3 separate regions of the Mus musculus genome follow, and regions 2 and 3 are each linked to region 1. Evidence: chromatin contacts called from public ChIA-PET and promoter capture Hi-C data. All regions are on one chromosome and are shown on one strand. Each heading gives the region's core, a stretch centred on a gene start, on an enhancer-like site or on the middle of the called end of the contact. The rest is flanking DNA. Distances are from core to core; before and after follow the strand shown. Region 1 holds the start of Anxa7 (annexin A7). Region 2 holds the start of Vcl (vinculin). Region 3 holds the start of Kcnk5 (potassium channel, subfamily K, member 5).

Region 1 (4,112 bases), core at 1,129-3,628:
GCTCGGATCTCTAATTCCAGCACCTCTGTGGTGAGATGGGAGGTAAAGACCAAGAAATCCCCTTAAGTTTCCAGGCCAGCTAGCCTGGTGTATGGATAGGTAGCCAGAGACCCACACCCAAGACTTTCCTGACCTCCATATGCACATTGTGGCATGTGCACCCAGCCCCACAAACTTGTACACACATGCATGTACACACACAGATAAAAGAGTGAATCACTCCAATGACAAAGTTCTATTTCTACATTTTAACTACTATATTAAATCTTACCTTTAAGGGCCTAGAGGACTTATACCAAGATTTTTAAAACAAAACAAAAATAAATAAAGCAAAGATTATCTAGGTATTAGCATATGAAAAACTGAAACAATTTCAGTGCACCTTGAAGATTATTAAGTACCAGAAATGAAATGCCATTTCCATATAGGTCACAGAAATACCTTCACAAATGCACATTTATATAGGTACTAGGCTATTCATCATAGCATCATCTGTAATAGGAAAAGTAGTTCAAGATAATCTAAACATCACTTAGCGATAAGTGAATCATGAATATTCATAAAGTGAAGCTATAAACTATACACCTTCTAAAAGTCCTTTTAAAAAATCCATTAATAAAACCATCTACCACACGTGGTAAATTAAACAAAGCCAGGTGGAAAACAAGCGTTCTGCTAAAGAAATACACCCATTTTCTTCTCTCAGTAAACAAGCTCACAGGAAGGAGACAGGGAAGCAGAAAAGGGTGCAGCCTGACTGGGAGAGTGCATGCAGGTGTGTGTGGGGTGTGTGTGGGGTGTGGGTGTGTATGTGGGGGGTATAACGACAAAGCAGCTCATTTTTTCATGGCCTTTTAGCCCCTTTAAACATTGCTCATGTGATCACTTCAAAAAGTAGACTTTAAACTTTTTGTAAAAGGCTAACAAACCCTAGGGTGACTCAACAAATTACTCAGCTCTGCTGAAGTTAACAGGACTCTTCTGAGTGAACCAGAGCTTTTGTTTTCCCTTTAACAATGTTACAAACAACCTTTAGAAAAACTTGGAAAATCCAATCTTGGTTCTCCAAACCATCTCCACCCAGTGAGTCAGTTAGTAAAAGGGTGGATCTATGTCAGTCTCTCAACTGGCAAGAGGCCTAAGAAGTTAAGGGTGGGGTTGGGGGTGGGGACCGGTGACAAACTGGGAAGGGAAACAGGAAGTGTGACTTAGGCCAGGCAAGAACAGAAACAGTTTCCCAAAAGCCGCCTCTAGGTTCCGGAAGGGCCATTTAAAGCAATGACTGAGGATAACAGGGAAACAGGGCTTAGTCCTCTGCGTGGGAAGGTAGCCCTCTACTTAACCACGAGGGCTAAAGGGTGGTTTAAGTTTGCGGGAGCAAAATTATTTACTCCACTTGTTTCTAATGATTTCCTGGCCTAAACCGTAGCTCACTACACTTGTACTGTAATTGGGGCAGATTGCTTTATCAGAATGGCTCGCTATCACCTGGCAGCAATTAAGGAATGTAATGGATAACAGTAAAATACCTTTCGTCTTTTCACTTGGTTTAGCCATTCCCCTCTGCATCTTGCTTACCTAGACGGCTGATATGGGTCAAGGACAAGGAAAAAAAAATCTAGATTGTTACTGGAATAGTTTCCAAGAATTTTAAACCGGAGCTTACATATCAGGCTTGTGAATTCTGCCCTAGATGTCATTAAGCACGGCACAAATTCCTCAAGTTCCTCTAAATTTGCTGTGTCACCAAAAAGTCTAGTCACTAGCCAAAGCCAGCTTTCGGAGCTGCTAGTCGGCCTTCTGGCAAGGGGCTTCACCAGGGCCACCATCGGGCCTTAAGTCCGCCACTTGCGGCCCAACTGACCGAAAGCGGGGTACCACTGCTGCCTGGCATCCCACTCTAAGCCTAACAGAGTGATTTACCCACAGACCTTCCCAGTCCTCCAGCACGCAGGGAAAGCATGCCCAACCCACCCCAAACACCCGAAACGCGTCCGAGTCCGCGTCCGCCACCCGGAGGCCCACCTCGTTAGGACACGCGCGGGGCTCTACGACTACGGTTGGAAGACCAGACCAGGGACTGGGAACGAGCTGACTGACCGACGGAAGAACAGCAAGGGGAGGGGGTGCGAGTCCTCACCTGAACGAGAAAGCAGCGTCACACCCTAGCCCGCTTTCCTGCAATATGGAGCCAGAGGGCGTGGCGCATGGGCGGCGCGAGGGTGCTAGCTGCTTGGACCGCCCCCAAGCTCGGGCGGGACGCTGCGCCCCTCAGGTGGCTCAGCTAGTTTTAACACGTGTCTATATCTCAGCGAGGTAAATCTACTCCAGGTGGTGCTACTGTAGAAAGGAACTGCAGCTTTGGGTGGAGCCGCGCAAGTGGGCGGAGCAGAGGGACTCAAAGATAGAGAGCTCCAGGCCTCCGGGGATCCTGAGAACCTAGGTTTGTTTCATGTGACTATAGGGAATTGTGAGTAGACAGAACTGGAGTTGAATTAAACAAAACTAAGCAGGGTTCAAAGTTCTACTGGTCCATTAGTGTTAAACTCACCATATATAGAACTAAGTATTTGAGGCACTTACATGGAAAGAAAACATACACAGAGACATAGTGAAGTGATGAATGGAGGTTACAGGTCAACCAAATGTTCACCTCTTTTTTTTTTTTTTTTTTTTTTTTTTTTTTTTTTTTTTAAGGTTGGTCTTACTGGGACTGATGGGCAGTAAGGCAAGAATGGCTGATCAGTGAGCTCCTGGGATTCACGTATGCATTTTCAGTGATAGAATTACAGGCTGGCATTTGCACCTGACTGAGCCAGCTCTCCACCATGGCTTTCACTTTCACGACAAAATTGTATTTGGGTATGTAAGCCTGAGCATGACTTGTAGGGATTGTTTCCCTTCCTCTACCATGTGATTTTCAGGGATGGAATTCAGGTCATAAGGCTCCACGGTAAACACTTGGGTAAGGCATGGAGACAAATGCCTTCACACCTCAGCACACGCCAATTCCACTATACTACAGTTTTTAAAAAAGTTTATTTGTATAAGATATATTTCTGAGTGTGGGCACATGTGGAGGTCAGAGGACAACTTGGAAGAGGAGACAGTGCTCCCTTTCCACCATGTAGGTTGAGAGAATGCCACTGTGTTTTCCAGGCTTGGCTGCAAGGCCCATTTACCACTGGGCCATCTCACAGGCCCAAGGCACTTTCACTTGATATTTGAAACATAAAATTTAAAATAAGGTAAGCCAGGCAGTGGTGGCGCACACCTTTAATCCCAGCACTTAGGAGGCTGAGGCAGTTGAATTTCTGAATTCGAGGCCAGGCTGGTCTACAGAGTGAGTTCCAGGACAGTCAGGGCTACACAGAGAAATCCTGTCTCAAAAAGCCAAAAAGCCAAAAAAAAAAAAAAAAAAAAAAAAAAAAAATTGAAAGAAGGTAGTTTTTTGTTTTCATTGTTACATCCCAGAAGTAAAAGGTATCCTGGAATCCTCTGGTATTCCTGGAGCCAAGGAATAGCAGAGTCACACCACACATCAAACCTTACAGAATAGACTTGGCAAAGAAGCAGTGAAGAAGTGAGCAGAAAGCAGGCTTTCTATCCGGTGTCTTGGCGGGGAGGTGCAGACCTTTCCAGGGTGGCCAGATCATGAGCTTCTTTTTCTGTAGGGCGGGGCCTGGCCACTCCCACTCTTCTGTTCGAGTAGCCTGTGGGGTGGAGCCTGGCAGCTGGAGGTCTCTAGGTGCTTCATACAAGGGGAGTCTCTGCACATGGCTGCCCAAGTTGGTGTGAAAGCCAACATTTGTGCTACTCGTGTAATATCTAAGAAAACATTGTACAAATTCATGAAGATTTATATATTCTAAGCATTGAAGTTCTTTAGATCTCTGATCCATTTTAAAGTGTTTGAGGCTGGGTCTTCATATAGCTCAAGCTGACCTCAAAACTTGCTGTGCGACCACAGATGAGCTTGAACTGATCCTTCTTCCTCTACCTCCTGAGTGCTGTCGATTTTGTTGACTTTAGCCTTGCTGTGTAGCCAGGACAGCCTCCCAGTTCCTGAGCCTCCTGCCATACCGGCATTTGTACTGGAATTAGAGGCATGT
Region 2 (4,112 bases), core at 926-3,425, 450 kb after region 1:
CTTTGGCCCAGTCATCATTGCCATCTTTCCTACCTTGGTCTAACCTCAGGGTATATTTCCTCCAGTGTCTAGGGATGAAGCACGGTGATAGCCATTCCAAAACGGTAGCAATGCCACAGCATGTTTAAGGATGGAGTCAATGAGGGTAAATTATTTTTGAAGATCACTCGTTTGCTATGGGCTTAAGGAAGGAGGCCTATGGGAAATACCTGCCTTGGATTCTTTCTTCCTAGCAACTAAGAGAAGAATTACAAGTTAGTGGAGTGGAGGGGTTCCCAAGTTCTGGGAAGGTTTGTAGTTAACCCCAAAATCCCTCTGTCCAGGAGATAGGTCATTAAGTAATAAGCAAAACACAATGATGAACTGAGAGACTCCAGAGAAAGAAGTCTGACGTTGAATGGCCCAGGAAGCTCTTATCAAAGGCAGACAGAAATGAGCTCCCTCCTGTACAGCTTTGTTTCAGTTGGAGGCAGAGCCTCTGCATTCATGGTTATTTATTAAGGTGGTTTTGTTTGTTTTGTTTTTGAGTCAGTGTCTCAAGCAGCCCAGGCTGTCATCAAACTTGCTAGGTAGCCGAGGAGGACCTTGAACTTCTTCTAATCCTCTTGCCTCCAACTCCTGGGTGACAGACAAAATTATAGGTGTGTATGAACACCATGTCCTTGTTTTGTGATGCTAGAGGCTGACCTAAAGCTTTGTGTATGGTAGGCAAGTACTAAAGCTTTGTGCATGGTAGGCGAGTGCTCTTTACCAACTGAGCTCATCCCCACCTCAAGAGAAAGTTCAAGACTTGGTAACCACAGAGCAGAAACGGGGGTATGTACTGCTAGACACACAGAACTTTAGAGCTGGGTAAGACAACATGTGGCTTGGCCTTCTGCAAAATGTGACATCCTGAGAAACATTTTTCTTTGACTTGAGGATCTTTCATTTGAAGGCATTAATGAATGTGTTTCCTCTCAGAATGAGGAAGCTTGGGCAAGAGAACTTGAGGTTAGGAAAACATGCAGATGTCTTAAATGTGGTGAGGGGATTGGGCAATTTGGCCCTACTTACAGACTTGTTAAAAAGTATCCACTTTTGAATTTTCATTTCACTTTTTTTTTTTTTTTGAGATGGGGGTCTTGTCATGTTGCTCAGACTGGCTTGGAACTCCTTCCTCAAATGATCCTCCTAACCCTGCCTCTGGAGTGCTGTTGTAACTACAAATAGATGCTCATCACAACCACAAAAGGACTACCCCTCCAGGATGGCCTCAAACTTTCTTTGTAGTGGAGTATGACCTTGAACCCCTGATCCACTTCCCTAGTGCTGCTGGTATACGGGCCCACTCTATCAAGGCTGATTTTGCGTAGTGCTGGGAATCAAACCTAGGGCTTCTTACATTCTAGGCAAACATTTTAGCAACGGAACCAGACCTAAGTAGATTTGCAAAAATGGGATACCAGTCGCTAAAACAGAAGGTGGCAGACAGACTTCTACTCACCAAAAGCGAAAGATTAGCAGGTAAATTTCATTAAGTCTCTAGTTCTACGGAAACGTTCCTATTTATTTAGAAAACACGTATTTGCAAGTGAACGTGTACACGGAGGTCTAGAAAGTGCCACACCAAACTTAACTGTGACTATCCGAGGGCAGATAGTACAAATCAATGGGTACTCATGTTTCTCGGTGTGTTTTTGTTGTCTGGATCTTTTTACTTCCTCGTGAATTACTGGGAGGTGACGGAACAGTGTTCTGACTGCGTCCGGTGACGGTAAAGGGGAGCACCCTGCGGGGAGACCGGGGGAAGCCGAGGTCCCCTCTCTCTGGCGCTGCCTGAGGTGAGGATATCCCGCCCTACTGAGGTGATCCTGCGGAGGGGCGGAGCTCCGCCACTCTGAGGCGGGAGGCGGCTCCTGGGGGCGGGGCCAGTCCAGTGCAGTCGCTCGCTCCGCTCCCACTATGCCCTTATAAGGAGCGCCCCGCGAGAGGGTTCGGGAATCCGGTCGCAATCCCTGCGGCGCAGCCCCAATCCCAGGCCCCTCCCTTGGGAATGGGGGCGGGGCGGGACCTTAGCGGCTCTGCCTTGGGGGCGGAGCTTATCGAAGTAAGACCAATAGGAGCCACAGTCCGGCTCTGAGTTGCGTTACCATTGGGCGCGGCGACGTGAGAGGGCGGGGCGCCTGTGGGGCTAGTTACGCCGAGGGAAGCCCGGACTCTAGTCGCCGCTCCGAGTCAGTCACTCGCCGCCGGCTCCCGGCCCTACGGATCCCAGTTTTCTGTTGCCCGCGGTACGCCGCCCCGCTAGCCGCCGCGATGCCGGTGTTTCACACGCGTACGATCGAGAGCATCCTGGAGCCGGTGGCGCAGCAGATCTCGCACCTGGTGATTATGCACGAGGAGGGCGAGGTGGACGGCAAAGCCATTCCTGACCTCACCGCGCCCGTAGCCGCCGTGCAGGCGGCCGTCAGCAACCTCGTCCGGGTGAGCGCGCCGGGCCTGGGACGGGAGCGCGGGCGGGAGAAGTCCCCAGGGTCCCGGTCCGCCTCGCTGCTTGCATTCGCAGGCGCTTGGAGCGTCGGGTGGACTCCAGGGCAGGTGCCGTGGTTTCGAATGCCGATTTCTCTGGGCTGTGACCTTGAGCAAGCCACTGAGCCTGTCGGGGACCTCAGTTTCCTCATCTATAAAATGGGACACTTGTGTGAGAAATCCTGCCTTGGGGCTGTGCTGTGAAGAGTCAGCGAGCTTTTAGTTGTGAAGTGCCTAGGGTGTGTGTGCCCGTAGTAGGCGCCCAAGAAATGGTCGTTAGGTTGTCTCACGGTCCCTCCCCTGGGCAGGCTCGCGTCACTTGCGTTGAGTACCTTGCTCTTAGCTCCTTTTTAGGCCTCTCCTCTCCAACCTGTGGGTGGTTTCTCTTATGGTCTCCCTGCCCTAACTTCCAAGGATTCTTATTTGCACCGGGCTGCTCGCCTTTCTAATACTTCTGTCCCCTGAGACCCACCTGCCCAACCCTCCCCTGGGATCCTGGTGTCTGTCGCTTCTACCCAACTGCTTGGCTTCTTCCTCTCTCTGTCGCCGCCTCCTTTCCTTCGGGGCATTTTGCTCACACCTCCGGGGACTCTTAGCACCTTTAGACAGTAATTCATAACCAGGAGCCCTGCTTGCCCTCTGCCTGACCCCATGGCCGTCATTTTATTCCTTCCATGAAGCTGTCTATCCATCTTTACTGCTGTCAAATGGCTTTCTTTCACTGGGGCCTTTCCAGATTTGGGGGGCCTCCTCCTCTGCCCCTCCTTCTGGCAGGAAGCAAGATGGAGCTGCTGTGAGAGGCCTGTGGAATCTGGGATCTGCAGCCCCTGCCTGAGGGGAAGGCTAGGGCGTTCTTTGCCAGTCCACACTTTTCTGCCTGCCCCTAGCTATTTATCGATCTTTGTAGCCCACTTCTGAAATGGGAAAAGAGATAGAGAGACTAGTCTCGTAACTGTACCCTGGCTAATGTCACACTTGCTCCAGGCTGGGTGTGACTCAGACTGCTGTTCCCTGTGAAGAACAACTCAGGAAAAAGTTCATACTGCTTTCCGAACCAAGCTGTGTAAATGGTGTGTCAGGGTAGTTGATAGGTAACTGTCTGTCGGGTGGGGCTTGTGTTATTTATCGGATTATAGGACTTTAACGCATGAAATGACTTCCTGGGTCTTCAGGGGCCTGGGACTGTCTCAGGCATTTTAGGAGACCTGTGGCAGCAAGTAGGAGGGGGAGGGGGAGGGGAGAGGAGGGAGGGAGAGAAGGGAGGGCGGAACTAGGGACTGAAATTTCTGTTCTTCTGTACTGATTAAGTAAGAAACTATTGAGTAGGAGCAGTGTACTCATTCAGACTGTCTATCTTGTTCTTGTTCTCTTTGTAGCTAATTTTAATCTTAGACCCCAGAGTACATTCTTATGTAGTGTTGTCTGACATGGCTGCATTCCAGGCCTCTGGTTTTTCAACAAATGGGAAACAATGTAAAGAGACAAGGTAATGGTGTCCCTCCATGTAGCACTTGAGGATAGGAAATCTTAAACCCACATGTTGCACTTGGAACACAGCTGGTGTAGTCAAGGGCTTGGTTGATATCTGGTTAGGCTATTTA
Region 3 (4,112 bases), core at 907-3,406, 300 kb before region 1:
CTTTCCTTCCTTCCCCTGCCACGGAGGAGGAGGAGCAGCAGGGAGGGGAGACTTCGAGGGCAGCTGGAGACTTATCATCCTCTCCTCCCCCTCCCCTAAACAAAGCCCCCAGAGCAAACTACACACACACACACACACACACACACACACACACACACACACACAAAACTCTCCTCCAGAGATCCTGTCAGGGCTATCACAAACTGACCACCTTCTTCCTCCTCAGCACACCCAGATGCAGCAGACGGGTATGTGGATCTTTCCAGAACCCCCTGGAAGAACAGCTGTCTTTTGAAACTCACCACTAGCATCACTATCACGTAACCTTCCACGCCCAGCCCCTAAACATAGGGGACAGGTCTACTCAAAAGCAACAACACACCTAGTGGTGTAAACCTGCTGAGGGCAACTCTCTGATGAGCCCATGATCTCTCGGGCACCTAAAATGTTTCTGTGAATGTCCATCTGAAATTAGGAGGTAGTACCAATAGGATGTGTTTAGGTTTTCTCAGTTGTCAATGGTACAATAGTTCAGGGCAGGACAAGGATGAAGACAGGTTTGTTCCCATTTGACAAAACAGGTAAATGAGGCTGGAAAGTGAGAGGCATGAGACAAGTGGAAAGAAGTGGGGGCTGATGTCGATCAGATCTATAATGATTTGAACAGTCTACCCCTGCTCCAGTTTAATCCTACCATTATTGTTAGAAGGCCAGGAACAGGATGGATGGATGCTTGGGGCTGAGCCCTCAAGAAACAGAGAAGAACCTCTGACCCTAAGTTGGCTCAAGGTTCCAGTTGAGATGGTCAGCCAAGTTTACCATGGTGAGGTCAATGGTCTACTGGGTGTGTGCATTCTCAGATAAGTGACTCCACAAGCTAACATCAGGGAAACATCCCCTCACCCACACTATCCTCGCTCCCTAAAAGGGCACTACCTGAATTTGGGTGTTCGTTTGTGCAACCTGCTGTTTTGACAAAGCTTAATTCCGAGTCCTTGAGGGATGGCTCAGCTTGCTAAGACTTCATGGAAGCCTGGGACCGTCCCGAACATTCCAGCCACAGACCTTCCTCCGAGGCACTTAGGATATGTCCGAGCTCCCTGCCCCACTCAAAGTGCAGCAACTGGCGGGTGTGTTTTTGCTCACACCAGGTCTGGGGGCCCTCTGCTGTATTCAAGTTTAGAAAGGTCGAGCGGGCGCGGCAACGGCCCTGGAGCGGGAGGTGGTGACGCGAGGGGTGGCACCCGGCTCTGCTCCCGGACTCCGGGAGCGTCTCCAAGGAAAGATAAACTCCTTTATCCGCCCCACAGCCTCCCTCCAAAGAGGGAGGCACCCGCACACCCACACTAAGCCACCGCGGGGCCCAGTTCATCCTGGAGTCAACCCCAAGTTCTCTCGGAACTTACTAGGTACTGACCAAGTCTGCGCGCGTGGGGGAATCTCCCTGTCCCTAGACGAAAGACACAGATCTTTGCGACCTGACACCTGATGAGGCATTTTCTCCCGCCACCCAGGGACTTCTGGTTGGGACTGGGGGGTGGGGGGTCGTCTTAAACTGTAGGAGGGAGTATCCCCTTCAATACCGCTATAGTCCCAACAGCTTCAGATGCATGTGGAGGATTCTGGCGACCGACGGCTCACCTGTAGGATCTTGTCCAGTCCCTCCTGACTCAGGCACGGAAACTCCTTGAGTAGATGCAGTTTCTGTGTATAGTAGTTTTTCTTGGCCTCCTTCCAGTGTGGCTCCTCCAGCACTTCGAAGATCGCTGCCCCGATGGCCAGGTAGAATATGATGGCCGAGGTGAGTAAAGGACCCCGGTCCACCATGACTCTGGAATGGCCACCTCCTGGAGAAAGAGTCCCCTAATTCCAGCAGCTCCGGGTTCACTCGTCCTGCAGCCCTGGACACAGCTGTTTGAATTTGGAGCTCCGCATGCGCAGTGCCCGGTACCCCCGCGCGCCGCTCCCGGGACAGTTGCTTGGCCAAGTTGGCTCCCTGAACGCGGGGAACTGCGTGGATCACGTTCTCACAGGCCAGGGTGAGCGCACATCAAAAGGGGGTTGGGGCCACCCCAATCTCTCGATCCTGAAGGGTAGGGTGAAACTCAGGACCCACACCAGCAGACACGTGTGCCGCCTCTGCGCGCGCGACAGTACGCCCAGCGCGCCTCCGCAGGGCTCTTTAAGCAGCTCTCAGCCCGCCCGCTCGCGCCAGACCCTGAAAGGGGTGGAGTCCATTCGGAACCCGCCCCTGGCCCCGCCCAGCGCGCCTGAAGTCATTACACCAAACACCGGGTTCTCCAAGCTCCAGGCCAAGGCTTCATGGCCCCACCAGACTTCCAGGAGCCACACAGTCGCGGGATTTGCGGTCTGCGGGACTCCAGTTGCGTATTAGAAATCGATATAATTCGCTAAAACGGTCATGCACCTTACTGCTGAGGTCAGAAATACATTGCCAGTGTTACTATCACATCCAGATGTTTCCCCAATTATTCCTGGGGCTCACACACTTACTTATCTGACCCGAGTAAGGAGATTGGATCTGAATTAGGATTACTGGGAATTAATCCCAACCACAAATGGGTGAAGAACCCATCCCAGGTCATCTGTGTTCGCGACACTTCTGAGAGAGGCGACAGACAGCCACACCCACATTACAAGGACCTCTTCCTTACTCCCAAGCCTGCTTAAAATTACAACACCACTTCCCCCTTACCCACCCCAGCTGGAATATCTACTGGAGAGACTAGAAATGCTTTCCACTCGGTGATGCATTTATCCACAGGCCTGTTAATAGCGATAAACACTCAGACCAGGTGTGGTGGTAGTGTGCACATTTAGTCCCAACTAGAGAGGTATACCAACTTTGTCTACATAGGGAGTTCTAGGCCAGCCAGGCTACACAGTAAAACCTTCTCTCAAAAATAAACAAATACTTGATAATAGGCAGAAGATGTGAATACATCTGTCAAAACTCGTCTGAGTTACTCCTCACTCTGCTTGCTTCTCTGAGCATTTATAAACCCTGGGCAGACGACATGTTTTTGTATCGTAATCGGGGGTTTGTCGTTAGATCTACTTTCCAGGAAAGAAATGGAAGCTAGGCAGAGCCATTTGGGCAGCCTCCACTGTCTCAAGTCAGGGGTGCTGACTTGTGTGCCAGAGCCACAGCCTGCCCCTGACCTCTGTGGCAGCAGATGCAACAGAGGCCAGAGTCCCTGGCACTACCCCCTCCCCAGGGCCTTTTCCTTCTGTGGGTGATTAATCGTCACAGGCCGAGAGTTGCAAGAAGGTTGTCTGTGGCTCTTGAAATCTTGCTGCATCTGCAGAGCTAAGGATGGCTCCACACTGCTGATCAGTCAATCATTTAGATAGGGTCTCCCTGTGTAGCTCTGGTTATCCTGGACCTCGCTATGTAAACCAAGCTGACTTTGAACTCACAAAGATCCACTCCCTACACTTCCCAAGTGCTGGAATTAAAGACATGGCCACCACCTCTGGCCTTCAATTGTTTGTAGCTCTTGTTTGAAGATTGTGAACATGCCCTGAGGGAGAAGTCTGAGCAGGAAACCGAGAAAACTCAGGTTTCTAGGGCAGGAGAGATGGCTTGTCAGTTAAGAGACTGACAGCCCTGTCTCGAAAAACCAAAAAAAAAAAAAAAAAAAAAAACAGAGAGAGACTGACAGCTATTACAGAGGACAGAGTCTCATTTTCCCTGTAACTCCAGTTCCAGAGTATCCAATGCCTCTTCTGAGCTCTGTGAGCACACACACACACACATAATATATGTATATATGAAAATTCAGGCTTTCTAACTTTGTGTCCCAGTGCCTGCTTCCTTCCTCAGGGTACTTCCATACAAGGCTTGCCCTGGGCCAGGCCGCAGGATGATGCTTTTCCACTACACAGCAGCAGGCCTCGTTGCCTGCCCTAAACAGATTTTTCTCTACCTTTCTGTAACACCTTCTCTCTCCAATATTCCCGATGTGGTCTGAACCCCAATCTCACAGCCTTCAACTGGCTGTGGGGGCCACCAGACTTCTGTCCCAAGCATGCCCAGACCTTTTCATGGCTGGAGCTCACCCCCCTAGTTATAAGGTCGGGGGCTGCAT

What was found. Promoter capture Hi-C pulls out the DNA fragments that hold promoters and counts their contacts. ChIA-PET counts read pairs in DNA pulled down with a chosen protein or histone mark.
Region 2: a contact with region 1 is called in a promoter capture Hi-C map of liver, with 4 times the contacts expected there. The contact joins the promoter of Vcl here to the promoter of Anxa7 in region 1. A contact is called at or near these places in 5 of 39 promoter capture datasets (liver, macrophages, maxillary cranial neural crest and 1 more), 2 of 484 Hi-C or Micro-C datasets (embryonic stem cells and reprogramming fibroblasts) and 1 of 115 datasets of contacts at active chromatin or transcription factors (memory CD8 T cells).
Region 3: an RNA polymerase II ChIA-PET map of memory CD8 T cells shows a contact between it and region 1, with 17 read pairs. The contact joins the promoter of Kcnk5 here to the promoter of Anxa7 in region 1. A contact is called at or near these places in 1 of 39 promoter capture datasets (liver), 1 of 115 datasets of contacts at active chromatin or transcription factors (memory CD8 T cells) and 1 of 9 other capture datasets (liver).

What each region holds. Positions count from the first base shown.
Region 1 is chr14:20,477,755-20,481,866 of GRCm38.p6, forward strand. Anxa7 (annexin A7) reads right to left here and starts at 2,379. Exons shown (of 13, transcript NM_001110794.1): 1 at 2,141-2,379.
Region 2 is chr14:20,927,223-20,931,334 of GRCm38.p6, forward strand. Vcl (vinculin) reads left to right here and starts at 2,176. Exons shown (of 21, transcript NM_009502.5): 1 at 2,176-2,466. The coding sequence starts at 2,299.
Region 3 is chr14:20,179,626-20,183,737 of GRCm38.p6, forward strand. Kcnk5 (potassium channel, subfamily K, member 5) reads right to left here and starts at 2,157. Exons shown (of 5, transcript NM_021542.4): 1 at 1,642-2,157. The coding sequence starts at 1,827.